7 separate regions of the Mus musculus genome follow, and regions 2, 3, 4, 5, 6 and 7 are each linked to region 1. A link is a contact called in public Hi-C and promoter capture Hi-C data. All regions are on one chromosome and are shown on one strand. Each heading gives the region's core, a stretch centred on a gene start, on an enhancer-like site or on the middle of the called end of the contact. The rest is flanking DNA. Distances are from core to core; before and after follow the strand shown. Region 1 holds the start of Lgals9 (lectin, galactose binding, soluble 9). Region 2 holds the start of Utp6 (UTP6 small subunit processome component). Region 3 overlaps Rab11fip4 (RAB11 family interacting protein 4 (class II)). Region 4 holds the start of Rab11fip4os1 (RAB11 family interacting protein 4 (class II), opposite strand 1). Region 5 holds the start of Rab11fip4 (RAB11 family interacting protein 4 (class II)). Region 6 overlaps Nf1 (neurofibromin 1). Region 7 holds the start of Evi2b (ecotropic viral integration site 2b).

Region 1 (2,749 bases), core at 139-2,638:
GAAAAGTCTACTTTCTAAATTCAAGTTGTCAGCTCTGCCTGGTGGGAAACCAGAGTGGGTGTATCATGCCCCTGTGACACGTCCTGCCCTTGAAGGCCCCACAGAGACACTGGACAGTCCCTTCTAGCTTTCCCATCTACCTTCCATGCAGGTCCCAAGTTAGAAGCCTTAACCCTGTGGCTGAGGACACTGGTAGCCCCAAGCAAAGCCCAGAGCCGTGCTAGATCAGGCTCTGACGCTGGGCTCTGGCAGCCAGCTCACCTACAGACCCTGCTATCTCCCACCTGCACACACGGCGACTCTACAGAAGGTTCCTGGGAGCATCACTTTCGTCTCCATTACTGCCATCTCCCCATGAGCATCCCCTCTTCTGGGAAAAGCACTTTCCTTCGCTGTCACCCACCATCTGAGGACATGTGGCAAGGCCTCGACCTCTCAAAGTCTCAGTGTCTCCACTTACAGTGTGGCTACTAAGCTTCCTAGTGTATAAACAAAACCACCTATAGACAGGGGGTGGAAAAAGGAGCCCAAGGCAGCCCTTTGCACCCTGCACTAAAAGACAGTCCCTACTTGCCTGTCTGCACACACTCTGGAAGTGTTCTTGGGTGAATTCTGATGTGGCCCTTGGAGAACAGAGGGGAGGGCTTCCCTGTTCCCCTCCCGTGCACTCCCAAGACACCTCCATGTTCCAGGTGCTGTTTAAACACCCACGTGTGCTATCTGCTTTCTCCTTGTTTTAACCTCAGGAGACAGACTAAGTATTATTTCCATTTTACAGATACAGAGAGGAGAAAGTACTGCGCGTGCGACATCACCTAGTTTGTAAATGGCTGAACAGAGATCCTCTCTAAGGCAGACACTTTAAGTGTCATGTGAATATCTGCTACCTGCTACCTCCCCCCACCCCCAACAAGCCCATCCACATCATCATATAAACCGTCTCCTTCCTTTGTAGATGCTACCAGGTAGCATGGAACAGGCACATGTTAATTCACCTCATAAATCATAGTGAGTGGCACCCTTGGGTCCTCAGAGGCACAGCAAGCCTAGCATGAGACACGAGCTGCATCAGGATGACCCAGCTGACATGCCTGGCATGTTTGTCCCTTATGTGCTGTCTGCAGGACACCCCACCCTCTATCTGTGCCACTCCGTTGTTTCCCCACAGGTCCAGAGCAACTTCCCCTGGATGTGGCCGTTAGCTTTTCCTCAATCACCCCACAACTGCATCCCACAACTCACCGGGTTAATGTATGGAGACTGGGCACTGAAGAGAGCCATCTCTTCTATCTCAGGGGAACCAATGCTCTCTTCCTCACTCGATGGTGGACGACAGAACTCTGCGCAGGGCAGGGCTGAGCTAGGAAACAGAAACCACAGCTATTTGGCACTTCTTCAAGGGGAGGAGCTCAGTGGCTGAGGGAAGTGTCTAGAGAAAAAGAAAGCTGATGTCAGGGTGGAGGGCTGGAGGTGGGACTCAGTGGGAGGACCTAGGACCAGTGGACACTGGGTGTTCCCTGCTCTGCCTTGACTTTCCCTTCCTGTGCTCTGCCCAGAGAACCAGTCACATGGCCAGCAGGCGTTCCTCGACAGCCTCGGCCAGAAGTGGCTGTGCTTCTGAGCCTGCTTCCTCACCCCATCTAGCAGAGCTGAGCCTTCATTTGTCCTCTGGGTGGGCATCCGTGGAAAAGACCTTCCTCAGACCTTTGTATGTGCAGAGAAAACAGTGCTCAGAAAGACCAAGGGGCAGCATGAGCAAGGTTACACAACTCCTTACGGGCACTCCGAAATCTCTGTGATGCTGTAGGCTTCCAAGAAGCATCTCTCCCTGGTGTGAAAGCTTAACCATGGAGAGCTATTTTGCAAGAAACACACCACCGCTGAGGTTGTTAATGTGGACTATGTGGGGGCCCTGGGAACTTCATTGCCATCTGCCTGTGAATTTGTCTGTTCTCCTTGTCTCTCCCCTCTGTCCCTCTGTTTTGGGGTAAGAAGAGGAAACATACTTTGGACACAGTAGAATATTCCAAGTGACAAGGGAGGAGACCCTAGGAAATATTTGAAATAGTTTTGAAGCCAGGAGAGATGACCCATCATGAATTCCCAGCATGCCTAGTCTACAACATACATAATTGCTCCCTCCTCCTTTCCTCCCTCCCCACTTCCTCCTTTTCTTCATGTAGACCAGGCTGGCTTTGAACCCAGTATGTAGCCAAGGATGGCCTTGAACTTCTTCTTTTTTTTAATAATTTTTATTTTTTATTTATATGTAAGTACACTGTAGCTGTCTTCAGACACACCAGTAGAGGATGTCAGATGTCATTACAGATGGTTGTAAGCCACCATGTGGTTGTTGGGATTTGAACTTTGGACCTTCATAAGAACAGTCAGTGCTCTTTTTTTTGGTTTTTTGTTTTTGTCTTTGTTTTTTGTTTTGTTTTGTTTTTGTTTTTCGGGCAATTAGCGCTCTTAACCAGTGAGCCATCTCTCCAGCCCCAACCTTGAACTTCTGATCCTCCTGCCTCTACCTCCCAAGTGCTTGGATTATACCTATGACTCACCTCTACCTGATGGTGCCGGGGTTAGGACCTAAGGCTTCCTATGAGCTAGACATGCACTCCACCAACTGAACTACATCACCAGCCTTTCCCTGCCTTAAACAAAAACACAAAACCAAAACCCAGCTCCTGCAGCTTAGGTTATGAGTTAAGGGAAATAATCAGTGAAGCAAAGAATTGCAGGACAGGTT
Region 2 (2,749 bases), core at 137-2,636, 980 kb after region 1:
TACTCTATGCTGTTAAGAACATCCACATACAGTTTTAAACTTTCAGGAAAATCACCTCAGTTGCCAAGATCATTACTGTTCCCACCAGCAAAGTAAATAATGCCTAATGCTTTTTATTATTTATACATACTAACAAAGATTTCTCCTCCAAATTTAGGCTACTTAGGGGCTTGTCTTGGGGTGTGTGTGTGTGTGTGTGTGTGTGTATGTATACATTCTCTAGAATCAAACTCAAGGCGTTGGCATGCTAAGCAAGCACTCTGCAATGCTCTTAGCTTCAATGCTTAGGTTTTTGTTAACCAAATCTCTATCCTAAAATCTTGGGTCTATTTTCAGCATGTAAATTCTTAAAACCTAAATTGTCTCTAACTAAATATTACGACAAAGGAGTGAGCATACATGTGTTCTAAGAAAAACAGAATACTCAAGACAATATTTAAGAATGGTAACACATTTAGCACCGCGCCCCCCTTGTTTTTCCAGACAGGTAGCACTCACAGGGATCCGCCCACCTCTGCCTCCCAAGTCCTGGGATTGAAGGCCGGTGCCCTGACTCCGGGCAACATTTAGCACTTTCTAAGCGTCCTCGCGGTGTTTCCTAACGTTTTTCTTTGCGGATCCTACACTCACACTACTACTGCACTTTTATCTAGAGTCATAGAAAAGTAAACTGTTACAGAAAATCACTAAAAGTAACTGATTTTACCAAATTACCAAATGCCAACTATATTCCGTGCCCTGTGGCAGAGCGCTAAAGAAGCATAGGAAATGAATTGAATGGTCTTCAGTCTATAAGTTTAGTTAGGGAGACCTACCCACTCCCCCTGGGCTTCCGTGGCGCTGTACTCGACTATCTAAAGCTGTATACCCCAAACTTTTAAACTATAACCATTTTCTAATCGGAATTCTCCCGCCATTCACACTGCCCAGTATCCTTGACGGGCTAGGATCCTGGCTGGATCACCTTTACGGCCGCAAGACCCTGACCATTGGATGACGGTCAGTAGGAAGGGTAAACGGACTGATTATGGATCGCATTGCAATACGTTAAAGTTGAATTCTGACCGTGGTCAAATTCCAGCCACGGACTTTTCCCTCTGCTAGCATGGTAGCTACAAACAAACTCAGAAAAGTCAGCACGCCGGTCCCCGCCACACACTGGCCTCAAGCTCCCCTCCGGCCTCCCCGCTCCTTCCTCTTCCCTGATCCTCTCTCACTTAATCTCCGCGTGACTGAAGAGTCCGATGCGCTCCAGCTGTTCCAACTCCGGGATTCGATCTTCTATACGTTCCTGAATTATCTCCGCCATGAGGCTGGAACTTCACAAGCAGCCGGGCGGCCGATAAGCGTAGAGAACAGCCACCTTTCAGCCTCACTCTTAGTGATTGACTGAACGTGCTTCGTAAGTCCCGCCTTTTCCGCTTCCGCCATTGGGGAGCCCCTCTTTTCTAGCGAAGCCGCTGTCGCCTCCCTGTGGTTGACTATAGGATTGCAGCAAGAACCTTTTCCGGTCTGGGAATGCATCTTTTGCGGGGGCGGGGCTGGGGGCGGGGCTAAATCCTCGCGCCTCGGAGACCGGAAAAAGCTCCTCCCGGAATACCTGATAGGAGCTTTAAGTACGCTACCTGGAAGTCATTTGTTTTTATCATGCTCCTGTCGCAGGTTCTCGCTTCTCGTCACCGAGAACACTGAAAACTAAAAAATGTAACTGAAGACGATATTGTTAATTATGCAAATTCGATGAGGCTCTAAGGCTGCGGACCAGCTGCCCTGGTCTTAGTCGGCTGGCTTCACGAAACCAGTATGGTAACCGTGCATTTTCACGTCCCAATGAAAGCCTCTGAATGGTTGGTTCTTTTTAAAATGGTGAGAAAAAATGTATTATTTAAATAATTAGGGCCATCGTGCTACCTAGCCTGGCAACCTAAATTCGGTAGAAGGAGAGCACTGACTCCTGCAAATTATCCTCTGATCTCAACACGCGTTCTATGGCGCGTGTGCCCGCCCACGTGAATACACACACGGTTTTTAAATTAAAAATAAATATCTTGACCTATGTAGACAAAATACTTCAAAATTTTAGGCACTGGATAAATAGCAGAAACTGTCATTTGTTTTAGAAAACAATGAAAAGTTTGAAAGTTGGTGAAATAGATCAATATTTACACAGATCTTCCTTACAACATTGTCCAAGCAAATTAGTGTTTCTAAGAGATCCACCTTGGAAGCAACATTGCTGTATAATTACTACCACCTTAAAAAAAAAATCTGTGGTTCCCTTCTCTGTTAAGTTCTGGAAGATGATAAAAAGCCAAAGCAGGGCTTCTTGCTAGACCTGTTATTAGAACACTCACGTCGTTACCCCGGTCTTCTACGTGATTTATGAGAGGGAACTAGACTTCATAGTCACCCAGAGCCACCCAGCTCCTTGCTTTCCTTCCCTTTCTGTTTCACATCTTGTCCCACTGGCCTCAGAACTGACACAAAGGTCAATGTGAGCTTCATCACTTCCCAGCCCTTTCAGATCTAAGATCTGAGACATGGAAGGAAATCATGTATGTAAATTAAAGATGCAGTTTCCTTGTAATAGTAACGCAGGACTTGTTGTTATTAGTCAGAATGGGGATGACTGTGAACAGCAAGTCCAGTGTGGGCAGGAAGCTTGTAATAATAAAAAAAAAAATCAACAAATAAATGCGCAAGTGTAAGGCATTTATAACGTTTCTTTAAGTTCAAGGAAGTCAACAAG
Region 3 (2,749 bases), core at 124-2,623, 680 kb after region 1:
AGGAGCTGGACTCAAACCCAGCTCTGCTGTCCTCCAAAGCCGAGATATGGTTCATTGACCCTGACTAGCTAGGATGGAGACTGGACCGAGACAGTGTGAGAAACTGTCTATGGCATCTGTACGCAGTTCCAAAGGTTGTGTAGAAACTACAAGACATAAATTCAGAGAAGGCCTTACAAGATGGGATTCACCACTCTCACAGACCTTACGTGGAGGTCCCCTCTAGCTAAGGCTGTCCAAGCAAAGCTGCAACTCTAGTGGGCTTTGACCAGGTAAGCAGAGAGGTAGTTGGAAATTTATTGCTCACACACAGCGGGTGAGAAAGAGGTTGAGAGCAAAGGGCCAGAGTAGTGGTTCTCAGTCTTCTTGATATTGTGACCCTTTAACATACAGGTCATCGTGCTGTGGTGACCCCCAACCATAACGTTATTTTTATTGCTACTTCATAACTGTAATTTTGCTACTGTTATGAATTGTAATATAAATATCTGAAATGCGACCACCGTGAAAGGGTCTTCCAACTCCAAAGGGGTTGCAGCCCAAAGGTTGAAAAATGCTGAGCTAGAGAGCAGCAGAGGTAGGTGTGTGTGTGTGTGTGTGAGTATGTATGTGTATGAGTATGAGTCTGTATGAGTGTGAGTATGTGTGTATATGAGTGTGTGTGTGTGTCTGTGTGTGTGTGTGATGTGAAGCCACCTTGCCCATTCTAAGTATACCCAAGTATTTGTGTCAGTGTGTAGTGTATGAAGAACATGAGAACGTGGCTTGAGGCCAGTCAGGAAGGTAATCAGGCTTTTCCCGAGTTATGTAAAACACTACCAAAATGAAGGGAAACTGGTCCTAGCGTTTGCTGTCTTGCTTGAATTCTAAACATTTCGGCCATGTTTAAATCCTGAATGGTGTGAAAGCCTGAGAGGGAGACGGTGTTTCTGATGGAAATCTTTCTTTGTTGAGTTCTCTAGTTCTTATCTTGGTACTTGTTTCTTGTATACTTGCCACTTGTGTCTTGGTGCTGGGCTAGCTATGGATAGCTTTCGCTTGGTGTGAAGAAAACAAAGTAGTGGGTAGGACTCCAAATCAGATTTCAGCTGGTGGTGGGTTGGGGCAGGCTTTTAGTTCGCGAGTTTGAGCTGAACAGTGCTGCCGGAGTCTCGCAGCACTGAGATATTAAGTTTGAGGACATCAAACAGGGACATAGCATTGAGATGGCCGGAGAATTTCATCCAAACTCTAGTGTTTGACCTGCTGGCAGTAAACTGCACGCTCAGACAAGCTCCACCCACCGAGGCGCCGACCGTGTGGCCATTGGCGGCCACCGCCTCCGCCACCTGCCCCTTACCTTGGGTGGGCGGGGCTACCTGGGCCCCGCCCCCTCGGCTCGGGTTCCCAGGCCTCCGAGCCTCAGGACCCGCCCCCTGTGCGAGGCCCGGCCGCCGGAGCCCGGGGAGCTTGGGCGCCTCGTGATGTCACGGCAGCTTTGATACAAAGAGCCCCTTCGGCCCACGCGGGTCTCCCGGCAACGGGTGCGGGCGGGGGCGGGACCGGCGGCTTCAACTGGTGCGGAGCAGCGCGCCTCCCGGATTGTTTTCTGAGCACGGTGCTGGCTTCGTCCCCGTGTACCCCGCCGGACCCGACTCGACCAGCCGCTGGCTTCTTGTTCATCTACAGCGGCCCGACCTGCAGCCGGTCGGGGGATGCGCTCCCCGCCGGCTCCCGGATGCCAGGTAAGCGGCGACCGCGGGACGCACCTAGCTTGCACCAGGAGTGGGAAGTTGGTGGATTCGCCTCTACCCTCCCTGTGCTGGCCAGGGAGATCAGAGTACCTTCGCAAAACCACTGACCCCTCTGCTTGCTCCGGGCCTTCGGCCAGCGCCCAGGTGCGAGCGTGAGCGGAACCAACTTGGTGCCCGAGGAGGGTGCCCGCGATCCCTGTGGCGCTGTTCCAGAAGTGTTTTAGGGGGAATCTGGTGGAAATGGGAAGAGAGCTTGTCAGCCCCCATCAGTGTCCTGCTCTTAGCTGGGCTGCTTCCCTAGGGAGCTGTAAGTGGTGAAGTTGTTTCCATAGGTGATGGCTGCTGCATGAAGCCAGTTTCCTGCTTTTCCCCTCTCACGGGGCATCTGAAGGGTTAGAAGACAGAACCAGCCTAGTAGTGTAGGGATTTGAGACAGGTCCTGCTTCCCCTCAGCAAGATGCTCCTATGGGTGGAGGTGTGCGCAGGCCACCAGCCTATGCCCTTGAGTCCCGTAAGAGCCCACAGTCCACCTCAATGTAAGTTGTTGACATAGTTGCTTCTCCGTTGCGACAAGTGTTTCCCAGGGCCTAGCATCGAAGCCTCTGTAAACGTGGTACCAATACAGCCCTAGACAGCATTCCGTCACCTCTCCATCTCCCACTTCTGGTCTTGCTTTCCCCAAAAGAGCTAGAAATGATTCGTTGCTGAACTCTTAAGGACTCACCAGTTTTCTACTGGCTGATTTATAGCACCCCTGCCCCCTCCCCCTAAAGTAGCAGAGGGGTCAGAGGTCCTGCCTCCGTGCTTGCTGCTCTAGTCATTTTGGATTGGGCCCCACTTTGCACTGGTTCCTGATGCTCTCCAAGCCTCTGTCTCCCTTCCCAGAGCAAGAGGCAGGTGATAATTGCTTGGGTTCCCACATTCCCTGGGGCAATTTCCAGGGCCCTTCCCTGGTGAAAGATGGTGTCTGTTATTGCTAGGGAAAGGAGTCTCAGTGGGGAGGGTTTTACGACTGC
Region 4 (2,749 bases), core at 187-2,686, 640 kb after region 1:
AATTTATTCTGCTGTTATCGCCAAATGATCTGTTTATAATGCATTGGACTGTTTGCAAGCACAGCTGTGTACCACAGAGACAGTTTAAGTTGCACTATCCACAGTCTCCAGGGAACCTTCCGGCTGGATGAGGACTCTTTTGGTTTCTCACCCAAGTCAGCTCCAAAACCCCTCTGGCTCTGGGTAGTCCCTCATCCTGAGGCCACCTCCCTGAGAAATGGAAGAAGGCTAGAGCCATAGTATTCTGCGTGGTGGTGTCCAACTGGGCTTCGGCAGGGAGGAAGCTATATGAGGTGTCTGGTAATGCTGAGGGTGGCCAAACAGACCGTGTCGGAGAAAGCTAAGGCACTATCAAGAGACAGAAGTGTATCAATTCAGTTGAAGATTGCAGTTATGCGGGCTGAGTATATCCTGGTGTTAGATTATTTACCTAGGTTCTCATAATTGAGCCTGATCAGATTGAGACATACTTGCAACAATGGTTCTCAACCTTCCTAGTACTAGGACCCTTTCCTCATGTTGTGGTGACACTCACATCCATGAGGTCATTTTATTGCTACTTTATAGCTGTAATTGTGTTACTGTTATGAATTGTCATGTAAATGCCTGATATACAGGATCTGATATGTGTCCCCAAAAGGGTCAGAACCCACAGGTAAGAAACACTGACTTAGAAGATTAGGAAAGGCCATTCAGGGTGGGTTGGGGAGGGTGTTTTCAGAGAGGGTTAACTAAAAGGAGATGTGCCCTGAATATACAGGCCCCGCCATCCTGTCAGACGGAATGAAAGGACAAGAAAGGGAAAAGTCGGTAGATCAGGTTCACCACCACCACCACCACCACCCTGCCCTTCCCCACCATGAGGTATGACGCTTCTACCACACATTCCTACTGCCGTGTTACTCTGTCTTACCTCAGTCTCCAAGCAATGGATCCCAGTGAGACTCTGAAACCATGAGCCAAGATAAGTTCGTCCTCCCTCCCTCCCTCCCTCCCTCCCTCCCTCCCTCTCTTCCTCGAGTCCTTCATTGACAACAGGACTAACACAAGATCTAGGGCAGGAACAGGACAGTGGGTTTTGTAAGGTGGGAACAGTAACGGATCTGGTCATTCAGAGATTCACCATCTGACGATGACTTAATTCTAATACAACAGGGTTTATTAAATACTGACCGGGGAGCTGGAGAGATGACTCAGAGGTTAAGAGCATTGGCTATTTCTCCAGACGTCCTGATTTCAATTCCCAGCAACCACATGGTGGCTCATAACTATCTATATTGAAGTCTTCTGGCTTGCAGGCATACATGTAGGCAGAATGCTGTATATATTATAAATAAATTAATTAAAAAAATATACTGGCCAAGACCATTCCTGAGACTCAAGCTCAGAGAATGGCCCCCGAATTCCATTAGTCAGGAGTTTATAAAGGCAAAACTCACGAGGCTACAAACTTCCTGCCTTTGTCCAACCAGGGGCAGGCATATATCCTGACGTACTTCCTGCCTATGTACCTCCTCCGCCTACCCATGATCAAGTGCATATCCTGTGCAGTTGGGGCAACCAAGCTTGTTTACAGAAGTGAAAATGTGTGGTTTGTTATCGTACATAAACTACAGCATTTCAGGAAGTTATCTGTCCTTGAGCAAGTGGACCTTACAGGTTACAGGCTTTTGTTTTGTTTTGTTTTGTTTTGTTTTGTTTTGTTTTTTAGAGACAGGGTTTCTCTGTGTAGCCCTGACTGTTCTGGAACTCCCTCTGTAGACCAGAACGCCCTCAAACTGAGAGAGATCCCCCTGCCTCTGCCTCCTGATTAAAGGCATGCACTACCCCCTGGTGAAGCATTTCTGCTTTATATTTCTCTTAAGCACAGTAATTTAAACTTAAAACATAGTGTTGCTATCACAGGAATAAAGAAACTGAATAACAGGAACAAAAAGCTGATTGGCCAGCATCAAACTGCTATTTTGAAAGGGTTAAGGTAGCAGGAGACTCCCTTACCGTACCAGCTAAGACCCTCCTGATTTCCACATAGCAGTTTAGTTTCCGTCTTAGTGGCACGAGACACTGTCATGAGCAAGGCTCTTTCTGTCCAGTCTGCTTAGTGCAGATGCCTGCTCCTCACAAAGGGAACCTGTAAATTTTGTCTAACAATTTGAAGATGACAGAGACTAAACGTCCAGCCGCTGTGGGGCCAGGGTACAAGTCTGGTTCCAGACTGTGCTCAGCTTGAGAACCGTTAGGGGTAGACCTGGATAACCAGGCTCCAAGTGTGTGTAAGGCCAGCGCTGAGGGCTCCAGAACTGTTTTACTGTGTCCGGTCCATGAATGCATTCAGGACCAATGGAACCAGACCTGGGACAGAGAACCCCCAATGTGGGGCTGACACTAAGTGGCCCTGGACTCTTTTTGGGCCCAGCCTTTGTGGAGGGTGCAGAATGAGTAGGCGGTACCGTCATTTAAAAATGGGATCCGCACCTCACTAAGGCCACTGACTACCCATACAACTTCAGCAAGTTCCCCTCAACATCTCAGAACCTCAGTTTTCTTGGCCAAAAAGCAGGACTTGCCCAGCCAGGCTAGGTCTGATTTAATGCAAGGACAAATCAGGGATCCACAATCATCCGAGTCTCTGCATCCCCTTCACCCTTGAGGTCCAATGTTTCAAAGACATGTCAAAACGAAGCTTGCAGTGAGAAGTTGGAGAACAGAGATGCACTGAGGCCAAGAACCCCAGGGGTACCCAGGAGCA
Region 5 (2,749 bases), core at 112-2,611, 610 kb after region 1:
GTGGGCTCTGAGAGACATTTTTGCAGCTCCCACCAGGGGGCAGGCCCCAGCTGCAACCTGCTTTCCATTTATCATTCATTCATTCATTCATTCATTCATTCATGTGTTAGTACCTCACAGAGAGGCATCCACCTACCAAGAAAAGAAAAACAAAAACAAAAACAAAAATCACTTTTCAGGACGGTACACCTCCCCTCTCTAGTGGTTGACTCCATGAACACGGTAGACTCTGATCCTTAAAGCCACAAGGCTTTCTTCCCAGGGAGATTGGACCTCTGGAAGAGTAAAGCATCAAATGGGGGGACAGCCTGGCTCACCCTTGGAGTCCTGACTCCAGGGGAGACTAAGCAGTCGCCACTCAGGACATCCATATTTAAGACTCATCCTGAAGACCAGAATGGAATTGGAGGCTCAGAGAGGGAGGCCCTGTGTGGTCCTTGTGCCAAACTGGGTACAAGTCCCCTGCACTCCCTGTTCACACCACTGAATTGCTCTGGGCTCACACTTGACCAGAGATCAAAAACATGAGGACACTAAGACATAGCATAACCCTTAGAGTTTCCCACCATGCACACCCTAGCAAAGTTTTAGAAATGCATGGGGATTTGGAAGAAGGGCTCAGAACTGAGGTGAGACAGACTGAGGAAGAAGCCTGCGCATATCTGGGGGCTCAGGCAAGGTCTGTGCTTGAGTTGGGCGCAACCACTCCTAAGTGGTCTGTTGTGCTGAACAAGGTTGATGGGTAGACGGGAGACTAGGCTTGACCTCTGCTCAGTTGAACTTCACTAGGAGAAGGCAAAATTGGTTGGGTCGTCCACACCCAGGATGGAGTCCCGAGCTCTGAGAGGCTGCCAGCAAAATAAGAGAGGACAGGAGCTACGGGTTCCCAAGCCACCGGTGTTTCTGGGCCCTGTTGACACTAAGCCTAATGGAAGACACTTCCTCCCACCACCACTTCTAGTCCCCTCCACCCGCCACCATTCTAAGGTTCCCTGCTCCTCCACACTGCGCCCATCCCTTTCCTTCAACAAGCGGAACGGCTTCTCAGGGGTCTCCGCTTCCAGGGAAGCGAAAGCAGCAATCGAATACTAGGCAAGGAACACCTGCAACACCCAGCGCTGACAAAGGACGCGGCCGGTGCACACTGGCTAGCCGCGGGGTGCACGGGCCGCGCTGAGTTCCAACCACCCCCCACCCCCCAACTCCAGCTCAGGTCTAGGAGGGGCGGAGCCTGGGGAGGCTCGGGTCCTTTTGTCTGCAGCCCCGCCCCGCCCCGCCCCCACGCGGGCCCGCGGCGCGCGGCAGACACGAGCGGCTGACACGAGCGGCCGCCGCGGGCGGAGGCTGCGCGCCGCAGACCCGGGCGGTGCGAGCGCGATGGCGAAGGCGGCAGCGCGGGGCTTGGGCTAGCTGCCGGCGGCGCGGATGGCGGGTGGCGCGGGCTGGGCGGGCGCCCCCGCGGCTCTGCTGCGCTCCGTGCGCCGCCTGCGCGAAGTGTTCGAGGTGTGCGGCCGCGACCCCGACGGCTTTCTACGCGTGGAGCGCGTCGCGGCGCTCGGCCTGCGCTTCGGGCAAGGAGAGGAGGTAAGGAGCTCGGGCGCGTCCCCGGGCCGGGGAAACCGCAGGGACCCCGCGCAGTCACATTCCGGGCCTCTCTGTGGATCACATGGCATGCCCGCGGTGGCCGGCCGGCCCACCTGCCGTTCCCCCTGGTCTGTCTCCAATCCCCCTTGATGTTTGGGGAGGGGAAGAGGTGCCCTTAAAATCCAGTCTCTGAGCACCCCCTCCCACACACAACCAAGTCACAGGGCTATGTGTGCACCGTGCCAGGCCTACGGGTGACAGGGATAAGCAGGGATGTTCTGCAGTCTCTGGTCCTTAGCTGTACCTACCCAACCTAGAAAAGAAGGGATGTCTGCTCCGGGCCACCCTGGATTCTGGTCCAGTTCCTGGTGACCTTCCACTCAAGCTAAATGGGCAGGCCTAGCTGGCAGCAGACTGTGCTGGCTGCAGAGGGCCAAGCAGGACCAAGCCGGGAGTGGTTAGCTGAGCCTCTGGTGTTGGTGTTGGGCCGCATGGGTGGCAGAGAGCAGAATTGTGGGTACTGTCAGCCAATGTGAAATGGCAGGGTCTGAACTGCCAGTGTGTAACGAATACCTATGCGTTGGGCTAGTGTCCTCCTGCCATCCTCACAGGGGCTAGTATCCGTGTCTGAGAGAAGGGCAGGACACCGTGTTAATGAAACCCTGCAGTGTTGAGCGTCTCTGGATTCAAAAGACCTGGTTGAACTTTGGGTTTCTAAGGTCATCTGAGACCCTCTGGGCCTTGGTTTCAACTGCTGTACTGGATGGCAAGTGGGAGGTGATGACAACCCCTTTCTAGGTGGCTGGGCACTCGCCAGAACCTGGAAATCCCCGAGAGCAGGAGGTGGAGGAGGGAGGCAGGTGTCAGGTGTGAGGACTCTGGTCCCCAGTCTCAGACAGCTTACTACTGCAGTTCTCCTTAAAGTCCTTTATCTCCTCTCTGGTTTGCTCGGGAGCATCTCCTGCTGCTACCTCAGCCTTTCTTCTACAGAGGATGCCAGCGTCCCACTTCTTGGCCAATACCTTCTACCTGAGCAGGCTGAGCAGCCCAGGAGGCTACAGGCTGCTGGTGTGGAGAATTCTCCTTGCTTTGGGCGGAAACCTGGGATCCAGAATCAGAAAACCTCAGGCATGGGGATGGCCCCCACTGGGGCCTCTGGCAGAGG
Region 6 (2,749 bases), core at 142-2,641, 590 kb after region 1:
AGTGTATAGGCACTTTCACAAATTTAAAGACTTTTCTTAGCCAGGCAGTGGTTGTACATGCCGTTAATCCCAGTACTTGAGAGCCAGAGGAAGGTGGATTTGTCTGAGTTCCAGGGCAGCCTGGTCCACAGAGCAGTTCTAGGACATCCAGGGCTACACAGAGAAACCCTGACTCGGGAGGGAGAAAAAGTTTTCTTTTACTTTTTTTTTAAGGTGCGTGAATAATTTACCTGTGTCTATGCTTCTGTACATGCATTTCCCGAGGAGGCCGGAAAAGGGCACCAGATCCTCTGTAGTTGAAGTTACAGATAGTTGGGAACTGCCATGTGGATGCTGGAAATTGAACCCAGGTCCTCTGAGAGAGCAGCCAGTGACCTAAACCTCTGAGCCATCTCTTTAGGCCCTACTTTCACACACTTAAAGATGAAAGATGCCTTCAATACAGGGACTGATAGTTTGTGCCTGTGGGTGTTAGAATTGAGTTTTAAGTGAAAGTTATTTCTTACTTATTTAGTAGTATTTAACACATTCTAAGACAGTTCTTTTTTTTTTTAAAGATTTATTTATTATTATATGTAAGTACACTGTAGCTGTCATCAGACACTCCAGAAGAGGGAGTCAGATCTTGTAATGGATGGTTGTGAGCCACCATGTGGTTGCTGGGATTTGAACTTTGGACCTTCGGAAGAGCAGTCAGGTGCTCTTACCCACTGAGCCATCTCACCAGCCTCCTCCCCCTTTTTTTTCTTAAACATAGAATTTATACTGTATTGCTTTGTAGAAAATAACCAAAATTGGAGCCAGTGAAAGGACTAACTGGATAGAGATGTTTGTATGCAGTTCTGTTGCCAAGTGTGAACCGACCTCAAGAGTTGTCTTTTGATAGCCACACTTAAACTCATGCATGAACACACACACACACAGAGTCATCTTCAGCTACATAATGAGTTCCAGACCTGCCTGGGCTATATTATGAGACTGTCTCAAAAGAAAAGAAAAAAGTGCATATATTCACACCAGCAGGTCTGTTTGAGGCCTTACCTGCCTCTGAGGCTCTCAGGGTATTAAGGATGGTGCAGTGTACTCAAGTGACTTATTTTAATGCTTTGTGATACTTCTCATGGTGTGCTTAGAAGAGTCAGTAACTTCTGCTTATTTACAGATTATTCCTAGGAAATTACTGGTTAGAATCCCATAAATAAAGCCAGCTTCCTTCTGCAAACCAGGGAAGGTAGCAAGTGTCTAACAGCTTTCCCCTGCTTTTCGCTCCTCTGGACATCATTCCCTTCTTTGTCCTCTCCTCATCCCCCTGAAGCTCCTCTGCACGCTCTAAGCCAACAATTTGCATATAGCCTCTCCCACTGTGGCCTTATACAGAACATCGCTTCCTCTAAACTCAAGCTAGGCCCACAGCTTGAGACTTCCCCAGTCCCTAGAAGTTGAGTTGAAGGCTCAGGTACTTGAAAACAGGAACTTGAAAAGTGGTTGCTTGGTGACATTTCTGGACATACAGAACTATATAATCAGTATGGCCTGTTTGGTTCAGTTGCCACTTCTACCTACCCTGTCCTTGGTTAACCAAACACTATGGGGCATCAGCAGAGAAGCAGACCGAGGTCTTTGAGGAAGAGGGGATTTTAGCTTAGAAAATAGTTGTTTCTCCCACCCCCAAAAATAAAGCTGACCCCATCATAAAACCAAACCCATCCTAAAGCTATCCTAAAACTAACTGTTCTGACTCATGCTGTAAAGAAAGTGTCCTTAACTGACTGTCAGCACTAAGCAGACATGTAGCAGCACACTGCTGCCTGATTCAGAGAGGACCTGTTGGCGTCTTGTAATCTTTGTATTGCTGCAGAGAGATGAGGAAGCAGTGGGGCAGCAGGAGAAGCCCATCCATTCTTGGATTCCCGCAGTGCCGAGTCTGTGTGTCCAGTCATACAAGGGCCGCTAAATACACCCTTGCCATCCATCTCTCCACAGACGCTTTTTCCACAGCATAAACATCGCCAAAGCTCTCACACTTGGCTTCTTTTTAAGACGTTTTGTGTTCTTTACATTAGCTCCGCTCCAGTAATTTTACAAATTCCAGCATTAAATTGAAGTCCTATACATTTGTCCTAAAACTCCATTTGCTTATTATTTAATCTCTTTTATTCGAGGTATTAGAAACATCTTAGTCTATTTTTAAAAGATTATTTTATCTGTGCAATTCAGAAAAGTTCTTCATATAGATTGTTACCCAACTTCTTAGCAGCCCTGTAAGGTAGGCAGTGTACCCTTAACCCTCGGACTGCGCAGAGGCGAGAGTCAGCATCCAGTGGCTTAGTGGAGGGCAAGCAGCTGGGGGTTCCAGCTTCAGCACCCAGATCTTTCACTCTTATTATAGAGGCAGCGAGAGTTCTCCACCCGATTAGGACTCAGACTTTGAGGCTAAGAATCTAGCTCAGTGGTGGAGTGCTGTGTGTATACACAAGGCCCTGGGTTCATTCTCTGCTGAAAAAAGCAGAGCATAAGCTTTATCCTTCAGCGTGCTTGCCAGCTCATACGGAGAAACGTTTTCCAACAGGTTTGCTCTGCTGTTTGTAGGGAAGTGAGCAATGCAGTTTGAACCCAAGTGGGCTCCTATATAGGTGATGACATCTAAGTTCTCCCAGACTACTCAGGTATTTCCTTACGTGTGTTAGTATCTTATCTGTGTGTTATTTTCCAGACAGGAGCTGCAGCTCAGTAGTAACACGATAAGCAT
Region 7 (2,749 bases), core at 151-2,650, 540 kb after region 1:
AAGTGTTAAAATAGGACCTAACCCACTTCCAAATTATTTTTCTTTGGGATTGCAGGTCTTTGGAAGCTCAGTGCATTTTTATTTATTTTATGTAATTGTTCCATTTAGTCACAAGGCAAGTATCTTTTGTATATACCAACAAGTTTTTACAAAACGTTCTTTCTGTGAATGTTTCTTTCTGTTCATATTCTTCACTAACAGGTCAGCTCAGAGTATGTGGCATAAGCACACATGTGAATATGCACATACCCACTTTATCATAATATTTTTTCCTTATGGAACTTTTACCTTATTTTTTTTTTTTTTTTTTGGTTTTTTCGAGACAGGGTTTTTCTGTATAGCTCTGACTGTCCTGGAACTCACTTTGTAGACCAGGCTGGCCTCGAACTCAGAAATCCACCTGCCTCTGCCTCCTGAGTGCTGGGATTAAAGGCATGCGCCACCATGTCCGGCCTTATGGAACTTTTAAAATGACATAATATATGTCATAATTATTACTTAAATATAAAATTTATTTTATACAAAAATGACATCTAATTTAATTTCTCTTTAAGTTAAAACGAAGGTGACCATTGATGGTTTATAAACTAAAGTGTTAGACAAAAATAATTTATGCCAGTAATGGTAGTGAATGCTTTTAATCCTAGTAACTTGTGTGTTGGAGACAGAAAGATCTGAGTTAGAAGCCGGCCTGGGCTGCATGTAAAAGCACTGACTTTTTTTTTTTTTTTCTTTCTAAATAGTGGGGAAAATACTGATGAGATAATCTAAATCTATAGGAATAGACAGTCTGTGTAGAAAGTAACTTAGACTCTGTCCCCTCTCTGTTTACAATGCCAGGCCAAACCCCAGGCCTTATACATGTGGGGCAGGCTCTGCCCCAGCTTGAGAATTTTTTAAACAATATTTTAGAGATTGTAAATTTAGTCAAAGCCTGTAGAATTTAATTTTATTTTTAACTCTTGCCTTACTTAAAATTATTAAAGTGATTTAACAAATATTTTGACTGAGTAAACTTCAAAGGGCTGATAATATTAAAATCTTGATAAAAATCTTTCAGACAGTATCAACCCTGAGTATAAATTTATAAAATTCTGCACAGCAGGACCACAGAAACTTTCTGTAGACATCTTTAAACTGTTGAGAGCTGAATTCAACTAAGTATGAAACACTAATACTGTTTTAGTTTTTAAAATAAATAAGCAAAACTGAAATCAGAAATCAGAGGGCCTGTGTCCAGGTGTGCTTACCTGTGAACTTCTTTCGCAGAATGTAAATTCTTGTTCTAACAGGACATGTTGGTGATTTGGCTGAGAGAGCAAAGGGGTGTTTCAGTGCGGATTAACGGTGGTCTCCAGCGCACTGAGACGGCTTCTGTGCAGCAGAGGAAGTTTATCAGTAGCCGTTACAGGAAGTGCAATATGCCACAGAATGACTAAGAGTTTGCTCCTTCACCAGAGCGTATTTTGAAACACAATCTATATAACTTTAAGTGCTTGTAGCTGATGTTTGTAACTGATCCCTGACTCTCCAGGCATGGGGATCCATAATCTAAAAATTTAGGACGGAGTCTTGCCTGAGAAATTATCTATTCTGAGGTAAATTCTGAGGGATATTTCTTATTAGAAGAAATGAATGTTGTGTAGGTCTCAGGCAAGTCAGTGCCTTCTCACTCACCATTTCCTCCTCTAAAAACCTACTGTTTTGGAACATTGTGAGCACTGGGTAAGATGACACCTCCCATGGCAGGTGAGCCGTGCATGTGAGTGTTACTCCTTCATCGGTAGCTTAAATTGACTCCATGAGGATAACTGAATTATTCTGTGTCTGCCACCCAACTTCATCTTTGATTGCAGAAAATGGGAGCAACTGTCTGAAGTCATTTCCAATCAGGTCTGTTTTACCCTTGAAGAAGACAAGCAGAGCCTGGCATAATGATGCATGCCTGTAATCTCAGCATTTTAGAGGCAGAGCAGGAGGCTCTCTGGTGTGTTGGAGATCATCACACACAGTGACTTTGAGGCCAGCCTGAATTACAGAACAAACAAAACCCCTCACTCCACCCCCAGACCTTATAACCACAAAAGGACTAGGGCAGAGCAGCCAGAAGAGATGTGAGAGAAAGAAAGACATTCATGATGCTCTGGAGAGTAAAAGTGAAAGGGGAAAGTCTGCTTGCCCTCTGTGCTTTAATTTTCATTTTATCGACACTTTGCTTTATCTGGTTATGATTTACTAAACATTTAGGGAGAGGAACTTTTTTTTAAAACTAGTAGTAAATTCATGAGAAAATTTGTATCAGCAGTTAAGAGCACTGACTGTTCTTCCAAACAACCAAGTTCAGCTCCCAGCACCCACATGGAAGCTCACAACCATCTGTAACTCCAGTCCTAGAGAGGATCTGGTGCTCTCTTCTTGCCTCTGTGGGCACCAGACACATATGTAGTGCATAGACACATATGCAAGCAAAATACCCATACACATTAAAAAAGATAGAAAGAAAATAATTTGATTTCATGTGCCTCTCAACACACAGTTCATTTAAAGATGTAACCCAGAATTTGAAGTAACAGAGTTGACAGAGGTAAATGTGATGGTCAAGGGTAACACCATCGGGCTGCAGAGATGGCTCAGCAGTTAAGAGCACTGACTGCTCATCAGAAGGTCCTGGGTTCAAGTCCCAGCAACCACATGGAGACTCACAACCATCCATAATGAAATCTGACATCCTCTTCTGGTGCATCTGGAA

The links. Promoter capture Hi-C pulls out the DNA fragments that hold promoters and counts their contacts. A called contact is a pair of places that touch in the nucleus more often than the background predicts. Capture Hi-C pulls out chosen DNA fragments and counts their contacts.
Region 2: a promoter capture Hi-C map of liver shows a contact between it and region 1, with 2.9 times the contacts expected there. The contact joins the promoter of Utp6 here to the promoter of Lgals9 in region 1. A contact is called at or near these places in 8 of 39 promoter capture datasets (the C10 cell line, embryonic stem cells, hematopoietic stem and progenitor cells and 4 more), 2 of 115 datasets of contacts at active chromatin or transcription factors (large pre-B cells and microglia) and 1 of 9 other capture datasets (adipose tissue).
Region 3: a Hi-C map of liver shows a contact between it and region 1, with 2.4 times the contacts expected there. The contact joins the enhancer-like site here to the promoter of Lgals9 in region 1. A contact is called at or near these places in 3 of 39 promoter capture datasets (liver and neutrophils), 1 of 484 Hi-C or Micro-C datasets (liver) and 3 of 115 datasets of contacts at active chromatin or transcription factors (acute myeloid leukemia, embryonic stem cells and memory CD8 T cells).
Region 4: a contact with region 1 is called in a promoter capture Hi-C map of pre-B cells, with 5 times the contacts expected there. The contact joins the promoter of Rab11fip4os1 here to the promoter of Lgals9 in region 1. A contact is called at or near these places in 4 of 39 promoter capture datasets (frontonasal cranial neural crest, hippocampal neurons, neutrophils and 1 more) and 3 of 115 datasets of contacts at active chromatin or transcription factors (embryonic stem cells, memory CD8 T cells and pancreatic cancer cells).
Region 5: a promoter capture Hi-C map of pancreatic islet shows a contact between it and region 1. The contact joins the promoter of Rab11fip4 here to the promoter of Lgals9 in region 1. A contact is called at or near these places in 1 of 39 promoter capture datasets (cranial neural crest) and 2 of 9 other capture datasets (embryonic stem cells and pancreatic islet).
Region 6: a promoter capture Hi-C map of the HPC-7 cell line shows a contact between it and region 1, with 4 times the contacts expected there. The contact joins the enhancer-like site here to the promoter of Lgals9 in region 1. A contact is called at or near these places in 6 of 39 promoter capture datasets (the 3T3-L1 cell line, the HPC-7 cell line, HPC-7-derived erythroid cells and 3 more) and 2 of 9 other capture datasets (embryonic stem cells and macrophages).
Region 7: a promoter capture Hi-C map of pre-B cells shows a contact between it and region 1, with 6 times the contacts expected there. The contact joins the promoter of Evi2b here to the promoter of Lgals9 in region 1. A contact is called at or near these places in 11 of 39 promoter capture datasets (the 3T3-L1 cell line, the C10 cell line, the HPC-7 cell line and 6 more), 2 of 115 datasets of contacts at active chromatin or transcription factors (large pre-B cells and memory CD8 T cells) and 3 of 9 other capture datasets (adipose tissue, embryonic stem cells and macrophages).

What each region holds. Positions count from the first base shown.
Region 1 is chr11:78,983,536-78,986,284 of GRCm38.p6, forward strand. It overlaps Lgals9 (lectin, galactose binding, soluble 9), which reads right to left and starts at 1,389. Exons shown (of 10, transcript NM_001159301.1): 1 at 1,243-1,389. The coding sequence starts at 1,281.
Region 2 is chr11:79,961,001-79,963,749 of GRCm38.p6, forward strand. Utp6 (UTP6 small subunit processome component) reads right to left here and starts at 1,387. Exons shown (of 19, transcript NM_144826.3): 1 at 1,218-1,387. The coding sequence starts at 1,309.
Region 3 is chr11:79,659,133-79,661,881 of GRCm38.p6, forward strand. The region is part of intron 3 of Rab11fip4 (RAB11 family interacting protein 4 (class II)); the gene reads left to right. Among named protein-coding and RNA genes, the nearest start is that of Gm30718, 14 kb to the left of the region's middle. Within about 2 kb of position 1,374, at least 205 of the 459 cell types and tissues checked have an H3K27ac peak or open chromatin away from gene starts, as enhancers often do. A contact at or near this core is called in acute myeloid leukemia, liver and memory CD8 T cells, where this site is marked.
Region 4 is chr11:79,621,727-79,624,475 of GRCm38.p6, forward strand. Rab11fip4os1 (RAB11 family interacting protein 4 (class II), opposite strand 1) reads right to left here and starts at 1,437. Exons shown (of 3, transcript NR_003283.1): 1 at 1,174-1,437. All of the region lies in intron 3 of Rab11fip4 (RAB11 family interacting protein 4 (class II)), which reads left to right.
Region 5 is chr11:79,589,851-79,592,599 of GRCm38.p6, forward strand. It overlaps Rab11fip4 (RAB11 family interacting protein 4 (class II)), which reads left to right and starts at 1,362. Exons shown (of 15, transcript NM_175543.3): 1 at 1,362-1,584. The coding sequence starts at 1,426.
Region 6 is chr11:79,572,655-79,575,403 of GRCm38.p6, forward strand. The region is part of intron 57 of Nf1 (neurofibromin 1); the gene reads left to right. Among named protein-coding and RNA genes, the nearest start is that of Rab11fip4, 17 kb to the right of the region's middle. Within about 2 kb of position 1,392, at least 28 of the 459 cell types and tissues checked have an H3K27ac peak or open chromatin away from gene starts, as enhancers often do. A contact at or near this core is called in the HPC-7 cell line, where this site is marked.
Region 7 is chr11:79,522,362-79,525,110 of GRCm38.p6, forward strand. It overlaps Evi2b (ecotropic viral integration site 2b), which reads right to left and starts at 1,401. Exons shown (of 2, transcript NM_001077496.1): 1 at 1,251-1,401. The region is part of intron 36 of Nf1 (neurofibromin 1); the gene reads left to right. It overlaps Evi2 (ecotropic viral integration site 2), which reads right to left. Exons shown (of 4, transcript NM_146023.4): 3 at 1,251-1,374.